2 separate regions of the Anas platyrhynchos genome follow, and region 2 is linked to region 1. A link is a contact called in public Hi-C data. All regions are on one chromosome and are shown on one strand. Each heading gives the region's core, a stretch centred on a gene start, on an enhancer-like site or on the middle of the called end of the contact. The rest is flanking DNA. Distances are from core to core; before and after follow the strand shown.

The links. A called contact is a pair of places that touch in the nucleus more often than the background predicts.
Region 2: a Hi-C map of skeletal muscle shows a contact between it and region 1, with 2.8 times the contacts expected there. The contact joins two enhancer-like sites. A contact is called at or near these places in 2 of 8 Hi-C or Micro-C datasets (liver and skeletal muscle).

The regions. Positions count from the first base shown.
Region 1 is chr1:47,882,920-47,888,205 of IASCAAS_PekinDuck_T2T, reverse strand. No RefSeq gene overlaps it. Among named protein-coding and RNA genes, the nearest start is that of PLEKHG7, 53 kb to the right of the region's middle. Within about 2 kb of position 2,660, at least 5 of the 8 cell types and tissues checked have an H3K27ac peak or open chromatin away from gene starts, as enhancers often do.
Region 2 is chr1:48,082,106-48,087,633 of IASCAAS_PekinDuck_T2T, reverse strand. No RefSeq gene overlaps it. Among named protein-coding and RNA genes, the nearest start is that of BTG1, 55 kb to the right of the region's middle. Within about 2 kb of position 3,798, at least 6 of the 8 cell types and tissues checked have an H3K27ac peak or open chromatin away from gene starts, as enhancers often do.

The sequences.
Region 1 (5,286 bases), core at 1,411-3,910:
ATACACTTTGTTTTTATTTCAGAAAACTATCAAAGTAATTGCCAGATATTTATTATATATATGGATATAAATCTTTTGAAATATCATTTCAATTTGGAGGGATCTGTGTTCATGGCTGATTTACAGAGCATAGTTAATGCCTAATTATTTCATTTTGCCTTTTGCCAGGGTATGAATAATTCATGACCCTTCTTTAACAAAACCAAGAACAGGTTGATTCATGATCTTGATCCACAGCCAGAATTATGAAAAATGCACGAATATTGGAAGAGTTCAGGACTGGGAAGAAGAGGCTTCACTTTCTACCTAGATTATTCACGTTAGCATCCAGAGGTTATATAGTAACTATGCTGAGTAAAGGTGGAAAGAATATGCGATGTATTACTTGCAAAACACTGCTGAAACCTTTGCATTAAAGCTATCCATCAGGCTCATAACCAACAGGTCTATCTTCACAGTACCATTGCTCAGGCATTGACTGTGGATTTGTTTTTGTTGGTGAGTCAGAAAGGTGATCATGATCCAAGGAGACAGTATCTAGAAGATAAATTTATTGCTCACATTGCACCCTCTACTGTCTTATTCCTATAAATGCTCTGGGCAAGGTCTTCTGGCTGTGTTACAGTGGTGTGAAACACCACAATGTGCAGTAAGACAAGCAAGTAACCAAGGGAGAAGATGCCAAAGTAAAGGAAAAGACCACACAGAAAATCTGCATGAGAAGAAACTTATAGAACAAAATCAGAAGTAAGGAATGTGTTCATTAACTGACTGTCTGTTAAGCCCTAGCCTTTAATCCTGACTGCATTACAGTTCAATGGGAAATCCTTTTAAAGGAAGTCAGCAGGACAGTGCCTATAAAAATGCAGTCCATAGTATTAGGAAGCCCATCTGCCTTCTTAGACCATCAGATATATTTGAGGTTCAGATATATGCATCAGAGGTCAATGCATCAGAGTAGCTCTGTGGTGTACAGGGGTCATTGCTATGAAGAATTAGACAGCGGATCTGGTTGAGTATCATAGGTCAAAAAGATCCATCTTCCAGGTTAGTAAGATGGGTATAAGCACTGGAACAGGCTGGAGACTGGCTAGTTTGTTACCTTACATTACAGCCCAGCCAGCAGCATACAGTGACAGGGTATATATTTCATCATCAGCACACACTGTCTTGTTAATCAATGTGCCAACCAGACACTGTCCTATGTTTAACCACTGTATGTTACTGAATACAACACCCATCCTAAAAAAGCTCAGCCTGCTCCTAAGATCCTACTCCCAGCTCATTGCTGGTGTCCCAAGAGAGAGAGAACTTCCCGTTTAACCTAGTTGACTTGTTAGGCTGCAAGGAGCAATCCAGAGCATGACACCACAATTTACACCCTGATGTCAAGTATCTGAAGTTATGTTACACAATATAGAGAAGAATCCATCTCTAGAGTCTGCCCACCCTCACTGTGGTGTATTAGCCAGGCGAATTCGTACATCTTGCCTGGTATCTGACATACCTTATTGACTAGAGAGGGAACACAGTTAATGAACTTAGACTAGAGGGCTAGATTTCAGGTGGTTCACTTGGGGAAGAATGGATCCCACTCATAAGGGCCTACCCTGCAAGGCTTGCAATCCAAAAGGACATGCTATTACAAGCACGTCATAAGGAGAAAAGGCAGCAGGAAAAGAATGGAAGACCAGATCTGCATATAGTTATGTTACTTACAAATGTAGCTGATAAGAAATATGTAAAAACAGAGAAAATATGAAAGAGATTAAGTCCATGGTGATAACAATTATAACTCTGTATCATGAAAGAAAAGTACATTCCAATCTTCATTTCACTTTAAAACAAATAAATAATTTTTAAAAACAAAAAAATTACCAAATGTTCTTCTGATCCCACTTTAGTTATTGTAAATATAGTGTTATTCTATACATGCCATTGGAGAAAATATCCACTGGAGTGGGAGACATGGCTTTCAATTTCAATCTCCAGGCAACATTACAGAAGACTCAGCAATTCCAGAGCAGTGGTTATCAAAAGGCAGTGGGTGACAGCCTACATAATCCTGTTTGCAACTGTACCCTCAGAGTCAGCTTTCCACAAGAAAGGGCTTAAAATGGAAGCTGGTTCAGACTTTAATTTATTGCAGCCAGACATAGTAAATAAAATCAAAAGTTTGATCTTCTTGGAAACTGAGCAAATTGGCAGATGTGCCACAGTTCTTTCAGAAGCATATCTCAGGATATCCATTAGTTTTGCATCATGCTCTGCTGCTGCTCAGGGATACTGTGATGGACCAGCAAAGGAACTATTTGTTTCAGCTGCATGCTAAGGGAGGAGACGTGAAATTCCATTAACTACCATGTCTTCATTCAAGCTCGAGACACCAGTGTCCATTACCCTGTACAGAGCAGGCTGTCCCACTTTCTTTTTCAAACCCTCTATAAGGTGTGCCATCCATTTAAGCATTTACTGGAGGAGGTCATAACTGCTAAACAAGGAGTCATAGTTTAGGATGGTTGTCAGCTGAGATTTTTTAAACATAAAACTTGTCTCTCAAGAGACCCAGCAAGAACGTGAAGCCCTAATAAACAGTCTGTACAAAGCACCAGGCAGTGTGTAGCAGGAGACAACTCTGCTGTGCTTGGACTTGACAGGCAACCTTATCCCTCTCTGACTTCTGTTATTTTAGGATGGTAATCTGCTGTTCTCAGACCGCTGTCCTTGGCAGAGACTGAAGCACAGCCAACACAAGGATATCCTTGCTTATAACTTGAAACACAGGGTCAGAATGACAACTCAGAGCCTAGATTAGGTGGAGCTCACTGCAAAAAATATCCTTTCCTCTCATATTATCCTCTCTGCTTCACAGTATTTGGCATCAGCCTCAGCTTTTCTTGATTGCAAGTGTTGAATATGTTGAAGGTAATAGAAAGTTCAACCAATTAGCAGTACATTAAATGTTTTTTCTGTCCTTTGAAAAAGGGTTAAACTTTGATTTAGGAACAACTACGTAGAGTTCTTGCTTTTGTAAGAGCTTCTAAAGGTGAGTACAAATGGCTGTTCTTTAGTATGGCTCACACCAGTCAAAATACAGTGTGAATAGGCATTTGACAAGAAAATCATGGATTGCACAGGGTATGTGAATCACATACAAATATGCATGTAATCTGTTCACTTAGGTGTCAAAATATCTAATGCAAACTGACATTAAAAAAAATAAAGTCTAAAGGGCAATGCAGTTCATATATATATAAATAGGTTGCCATCTAATGAAGAAGGTAATTCACACCTTCTGCAGGAAAGCATTCCCCCCATGTGTATAGTAAATTTTAAGAGTTGCTTCAAGACCAGACACAATATTAAACTTGCCAGCTCTCCTAACAGGAATGGGCTTGAGATAAGCCATTCCCTAGGAGAAATCTCAAGAAATCTGAGCCTGCAAAATATGTTATCTTGGGCTTTATCAGGCTTTGCCTGCCCTCATTGTCTGCACGTATTGCAGTGGCATCCCCTGTCCAAGTCCATGCAGATGATATTGTCCAGGATCCCCAACAATACCTACCAGTAAATCAGAAAGGATTCATACACGGTCTGAATCTATGAAGAAATGGGGGTGTTTGGGATTGGTCTCAGGAGGACACATGGCTGCAGGAAATTTCCAAAATGGCCAGCACAGCAGCTACTAGTTCCATGGGTATATCCAGAGAAAGCCACAGCAAATTTCAGGGCTTAAATCTGAAGTTTAACTTCTAAGTTAACCTTCTAAGTCAGTTCAACCTGATTATCCCCAAAGTTGGGCTGTACACCCTGTGTTAGGAAGGTACCCCCATAACAAAGCATAAAAATAAATTATTCTCCTCAAAATGCATCTTTAGTAAATCAGCACAGCAGAGCCCAGAAACACAAAATGAGTGTTGTTTCAGTAGAGCAAAGCGACAGGGCCAACAGCAGATGCATTTCTTGGCACCAAGCGCTGCAAATTTTGTAAGCAGCAGGGACAAACCTGTTTCACCAAAGATTAAGTCTACACAAAAGCATCTCATTCAGAACTTGTAAAGAGGCTCATCTATTGTCCTGGCAAATGGCACCAAAGATACAGTACCCTGGAGACAAAATGTGAGGCTAGCTGGAAACGCACTTGCCAACCTGAAAAGAAAGACAGTCAACACAATGGTAACTAGTGAAGAAACAGCTGGGCATGGTAGCACCAGACTGTGTCTTTCAACCCATGTTATCAACACTTCTTCATATAGCCAGCATGTTGTGAAGAAGCACTTGTCGCTTTCTGTTTGGTCACAAAGAAATGAATGGGGCCTAGTGTCAAAAGAGGCTGGTAAGGGGCATTAATTTGTTTTCTTTTAATACTCAACAATATTGGAAACGGTATAGTTAAACAGTAAGGGCAGCCATGTGAAAATTTGTATCACACTAGTGACTTATTGCTGACATTTGAGAAATGCCAAGGCTCAAGGAGATTTTGGAAAAATATGGGCCATCATCGACACAACTAGTGAAACAAACGCTTCTAGCACACTTCACACTCACACCAAATTCAAGGGCAAAAAGTGTGACTGTCAACCCATTCCATTGTACAGCATCCATAATATGGATACTGGCTCATCCCTTCCCATTCAAAATTTCATCCCTTGGAAAAGTGGGTGTCTAGCATCCATTCCTTCATCAGTTTTAATCTCTCTTTCAGTATTTATGGCAGAAGCTCACTTTTGCAGCTGTACTGAGAAAAACAAGGCAACTATAAAGTATTTCATTGTATGAGTTATGTGCAAGTTTCAAGCTAATGGAAAAATGTGAATACTTTTGTGAAAAAAAGTTTTATGCCTCTGCTCCAAATTATCTGAGACAAAAATGCTTATAATCTTTCTTTCCCCTGTTTGGATCCCACTCAAAAGGAATCTAAGAAAATATTCTTAATGGCAACAGATGAAACACCATTATACTGGCCAACTCTTTTTAAAAAAAAAAAAAAAAAATATATATATATATATATATGTATATATATATGGTTTAAAAAAGGCTCCTAAGGCACATACTATTTTAATGATCACAGCAAATTGTAAGCTTTTAAATACACTTCCTCAGACTTTTTCCTAGGAGGAAATCAGGAGCTGTAAATGATCCAAGGATAATAACTCGTTACAGCAGAGGCTGGCTGCTGGGGAAGGGAGTAGCTGGACTGTCAAGAGTATGGTTGTTTTCTACAGGACCTGTGTTGAAATGAAGCTATGTCCTCGGTCCATATCAGCACCAAGGGTCAGTATTCTC
Region 2 (5,528 bases), core at 2,549-5,048, 200 kb before region 1:
CTAACATGGGCAATGCTGAGTTTATTCATTGCTGGGTTTGGAGAACAAACAGCGATGTTGTTTATCTGTCATTTTAATTACTACTGTAACACTGGCATGGTGGAGAAATGCACAGCTGTGAAACAGAAGCTGGCAGCCGTATTTCCTGCAGTACTCCTGTCCTCAAAGAACAAAGTAACATGTGTGATACATTTACAGCCCTTCCAGAAGTATCTCCCAAGTTATATAGAAAAGAAAGGTGCTTTGCCAAGAGTAACAAAAATCTTATTATGGCCACACAAGTATATGCATGCAAACAGCAACTCTGATTGCTGAGAAGCTGAGGGTCAGACACAAGGATAAATTAAGTTTTTCAAACTTAGACAGTAACTGGAAAGATAAATGGGCAATGGGTGACCTTATTCAGCCTTCCTTTGAACATCAAAACACAGTTCAGGCAAGAAACAACTGTAAATTTAGCAGAACCAAGGATAAGTTGATGGGCTTTGCAGTGATGGGCTCTCTGTGAATTCTCAGCAGTTTTCTTGTCTGACAGGCATTTGCAACATGCTGAAATGCCCTGGCGCTGCTCTGTTCTCACTGAAGCAATGTATTTGACCTTTCCATATCAGTTCTTGTGCAACATGTGGAGCATGATAGCTTTAGCCATGCAAGACAAATAAAAGCCAACATACATGGTTGTAGTCACGTTATCTGTCTGGGTGGCTTTCTCTCAGGGACTGCCACTGATTCCTTTGCTGAAAAGCAAATGAATGGCACTTTTGCAAATTTAACCTTTGCTTTATGTTACTTCTCATTTCTCTGAGTCACAAGGATTTTATTCTCTGTTCTTCAGCTCACCTGCAAAAAACAGTTTCTTTCTGCCACAAAACATGCACGCACAGTGTAGAGACAGAAGAAACACTGTTATCATTTCCCCTTGGCTGATTTGAAGAGATCAGGCAGCTAAAAGCAGCAGTGTTTCTGCTGTGTTTACATTCCTGCTGAGCAGGTACAGACAGGGCACAGACCCAGATGTGCCGACCAGGGCACTGCTGTGCACACACAAAAACTCCTCGAGAAATTGAAGTTCAGCCAAAAAGAAACTCAAGGGTCTTTTCACGGTATCTAAGGTGGGGATTAACACCTGCAATTGTGTGAAGTTTTTAATTTCCTTGGGGCGACATTTCTCATGCTGTAAAGGCATAATTCTGTGGTTCGTTTTGCTTCTAGGTACTCAGCATACCTCTCATAAAAAGGGTAATAGATTATTATCTGACCTGCTCTTACTGTTTTACAGATCATATTTTCCCAGTGTTGCCTTGTCACTGTAAGGAAGCTTTCAAGGCACTACTCAGAAAGGGCATCTTCCACATTTTTTAAACATGAACTCCCGTTTTTATGTTATTTTAATACATGACAAACTTGGCTCAAATTTTCCACATGCTATTCCTGAAGCTGATTGCCTCCTCTTTGGAATATCTGATAACAATATAATTTTATTCAGCGAATGAATGTAAGGGCTTTCACAAAGTCTGGCCTCTTAAATATTTCTCACGCTGGATTTAACCAGAACTATGATATCCCAAATAATCTGGCATTTTTTTTAAATGTAAGCAACATTTTTTTTCACTCTTTCAAGAGATGTTTTATGATGCTAAATGCTTAAATAATGTCTTTGTCCCACCAGTGGGACAGTGGGATTGCCCATGCAGTAGGTTTCAGAAGAGCTCTGTTCTTATTCCACCTTGATCACAGAGCTATCACAAATTTTTCTACATGTAATTTTTCACATCTGTAAAATAAGAGATGTCTACAGCTTCATCTGTGGTGTCATATGAAAGGCATTGATGAAAAGTATTCCTCAAAATTTAGTTGCTGTTAGAAATAGTTAGCTATGAATCCTCTCTGCTTCCCTTCAGCACAAATATCTTCAGCATGCAAAAGGTTTCTCCACCCACATGCATGCACTTTGCTGTAGACACCAACAGGATGATGTACTTGGGATGGTCCTGCTGAGGGACTGCTCTTTTCCTGTCACCAGCAGCCACAGGAACATGGATGGGCCATCTCTGATGTACATACTGCATGTGTGAAGAATGCAGTCTTTGTTGCTGGGGAAGGGAAGAGGCAGGGAAGATCAGATCCAGCCAGGAGAGAGGAAATGACAACATACAGAGGGGGAGGGAGATAGGATGTCTTGGGAAACTGCAAAAATATTATCTTACGGGCTCCCAGTGTCACAGCACCACCAGCTTGGCCCACTGTTCCAGACATTTCTTCCACTTGGTCTCGGTGTCACATGGCCCCAAATGTCTTCCTTCTTCCACTGCATTGTCACTTGTCTGCTTTTCTACTGCAAGTAAGAAAACCCCAACTGCCTTCTTTTTAGTGCAATTCTTGTGAATTGCTGCTTAGTGCTGACACCTTAATTCCCTTGGAAAAGTTTTCAGCATTTTAATCTAATTGCTCCTAGCAAGGAGGGCCAGAAACATTAATGCTAAATTGTTAGCAGCCCATGTTGTAGTCACTGGTATAGACTTCTAGGATTTAAGTGGGAGAAAATCAGGGGGACACGATTTCCAGATTTGTAACAGATTCCAGTGAAATCAACAGTGGTTGCACCAAGCATGCTGTGTTGCACCAAGCTGAACTCTGCTTTTTGCTGATTAACTGATTGAAATTTTACACAGTCATTACTGAGATATTTTTTTCTCCAAATGATAATCTGGGTAACAATAGTGTCTTCATCATGACTTCTACTGTCAGACCTTCACATCTAAGTGGGGTTACTGTAGCAAATTCCACTGAAGCTGAGAGCTACATACAAGTTGGGAAGTGATGCCTGGATGAGCTGAAGTAACTTCCTGAAGTCATACATCAAATCTGTGGCTTGGTGCAGGAAATGAGCTCAGATCTTGCAAGTCGTGGTCCACTGCCTGTGCCCACGCAGTTAGTGGCCACGAGTCATTCTGCAGAATGGCAAAAATGAAGAGGAAAAGCCAGTTCCCATCAGCAGCAAAACTCAAGCTCAGACATGCAAACTCAACTTCAGTGTCATAAAATCCTTTCATGGACAATGCAGAAAGGGTACCTGTGCATGACCAGGATAAAACTGACTCATGTAAGAGCAGTTGTCTGCAAGCTGCAGCACCCGGCTTAGCTCTCATGGTGAGCGGAGCCTGGCAGTAGCTGTGGGCTGTGACACAAAAGCTTTGGCAGTTGTAGCTGTGCTGGAGCCAGCTTCCTGTTTCTGCTCCCTTTGCAAAGCCAGAGAGTAAGATGGGGAGGATGTCTGGCAGCAGCAGGCATGGCCACCCCCTGCCCTCCTGGCAGCAGTGAGAGCAGCACCCCACATTTCTCCATCCCATGTCCATCCTGTCTCTATCTCTGCTTTCTGGCAGGAGGCAGTTTTTTGTTCTTGTTTTGTCAGACATTGCCAAGAAGCCTTGACATGGCTCTGCAAAGCCCTGCTGAAATTCCAAAGAAAGGCATAAATGTGAGATTTATGTAAGCTTTGGCTCAGGGATAAATCTCACCTGCAGTGCCCAGATGGCCACTTTCTGCCTTCACTAGATCTACTGTAGTTTAATATACTTTGTCCAAAGACACATCTGAAGGTAGCATTTGTCCAAACAGTAAACAAGAGTTCAGTTCATGCACCAGCGGAGATCCTATCTCTTTTGTGTCTGCTTCCTGGTCACATGAATATCTCTGTACAATAAATACTTCTTGAGCCTGGAAAGCAAAGGGTTGTAGCAGCTGCCCCACTTTGACCCTGAAATCTTTTGTCCGAGGCCACCGTGACGCATTGCTCTAAGAACTGCAGATTTCTCTCTTCAGCTTGCAAGCTCTTGGCAGAGCTACAATAAATACATAACACGTAGTACTGCACTTTGACAGCTGCTCTGTCAGGGACATACCTTACCATCTGATTGCTATTCTACTGTTCAGCTCAGTTGTGGCAAAAGTTGTCTGAGGAAGAACAGAACCAAGAAAGTCAGTGGGCACTGGGGTCTGCTGAGGATCTCCATCAGGACTCAGCCCCTCCACTGATTATGGAGTAACCAGTTCTATTTTTTTTCTCAACATCTAACATATTAGAATATATATATATATATATATATATATATATATATATATAATAGCTTGTTTAACAGCAACCAAAATGACAAGAAAAAAAAAAAAAAAAAAAAAAAAAGCAGGAAGAACAGTCTTGTGGTTTGTAACAATTTAGATTTTCAGTTCACCTGGTATTTTCCACTAGCTCTGTGAATACTGTGAGAATTTCATGAAGGCCCAGCCTTTATGAATACCTTCTTTTTTTATTATTATTATTTTTGAGACACATTTGGCTCAGAACAGTGAGCTACTCTCTTTTGAATTTAATTTCTCAAATATTTCTTTACCACATAGACATAAACCACAGACTATGATTTCTGCATCAGTGAACCATAGACTAGAAACCACTATGTTAGGATATTTGCAGTTGGGATCAATGGCATATGGATTCATAGCTCTGGATTCCTGCTGAGAGAGGTAGTTGAATAGCGCTTGGCACTAGGCTGGATATAGGAAGCTGCAAAATCTAGGGTCTTTGGCAAATGTCTGAAAAAAACATGGCAAATGTTAAGAATTCAGGCCAGCTGCACTGGTAGCTCACTGTATTGCCTTCAGCTGATCTCTGTCAGCAAACCCACGAGCATCTCACCTGAAATGAGCTTTAGTGGTCTCCACAAATGCAAATAAACACAGTATCCAGTAAGGCAACCATGAAATCTACCTAGGAAACTGCACAACAACTGGCAGGAGATATCTGGCTACTGCTTGAAAGATTAATGGCAAACCACCAATATCCTTCATGCCTAGCTTCACACAGCTTTGTTTATTATTTATTATTTATAGGGTAGCTGAGAGAAAATTCTAGGATGATTGACCTCTATTTAACAAATGTTACACTGCTCATAAGGGAAAAGAAAAGGAAAAGGCCATGTGTACCTCCTATATGGAAAAAGCCTATAAACAAACAATTCACACTCCAATAGATCTCACACTGCCTATAGGATTCACACAAAAGAATAGTGTGAATTTATTTGTCCAGAAACAATGAGCCATTGTTTCTTCAATTCTGACAAGTGTGAAGTGAAAGGACAAAAGTCTGGAAATGTTTTCACAAGGCTTCTGAGTAGTGAAGATTTTAACAGGTACTCAACTATTGGGCTACTTCACTCTCCAAGTTGTTCTTTTTGTCTCATACCAGGGATAGGCAACCACCTTTCACAGAGCTGTTTTGAGATTGAGGTTGAATGGCTTTTACAAGAGATGGCAAAGGAAAGATAAGAACTTGCAGGAAGTGTTATTAACCTACCAAAATTGGGGCAGGTACATGAAAAGGGGAAGGAGAACAGGAAGGAAAATACTCCATAACAACTTGTCTGCTCTCTCAGGGTACACTTATATCTGGATTTTATGGAGACATATGGTATTGTGACATCTCCCTCTTTACAGTTGGATGGTTTATGTGTCACTACTTAATGTTTCAAAACAAT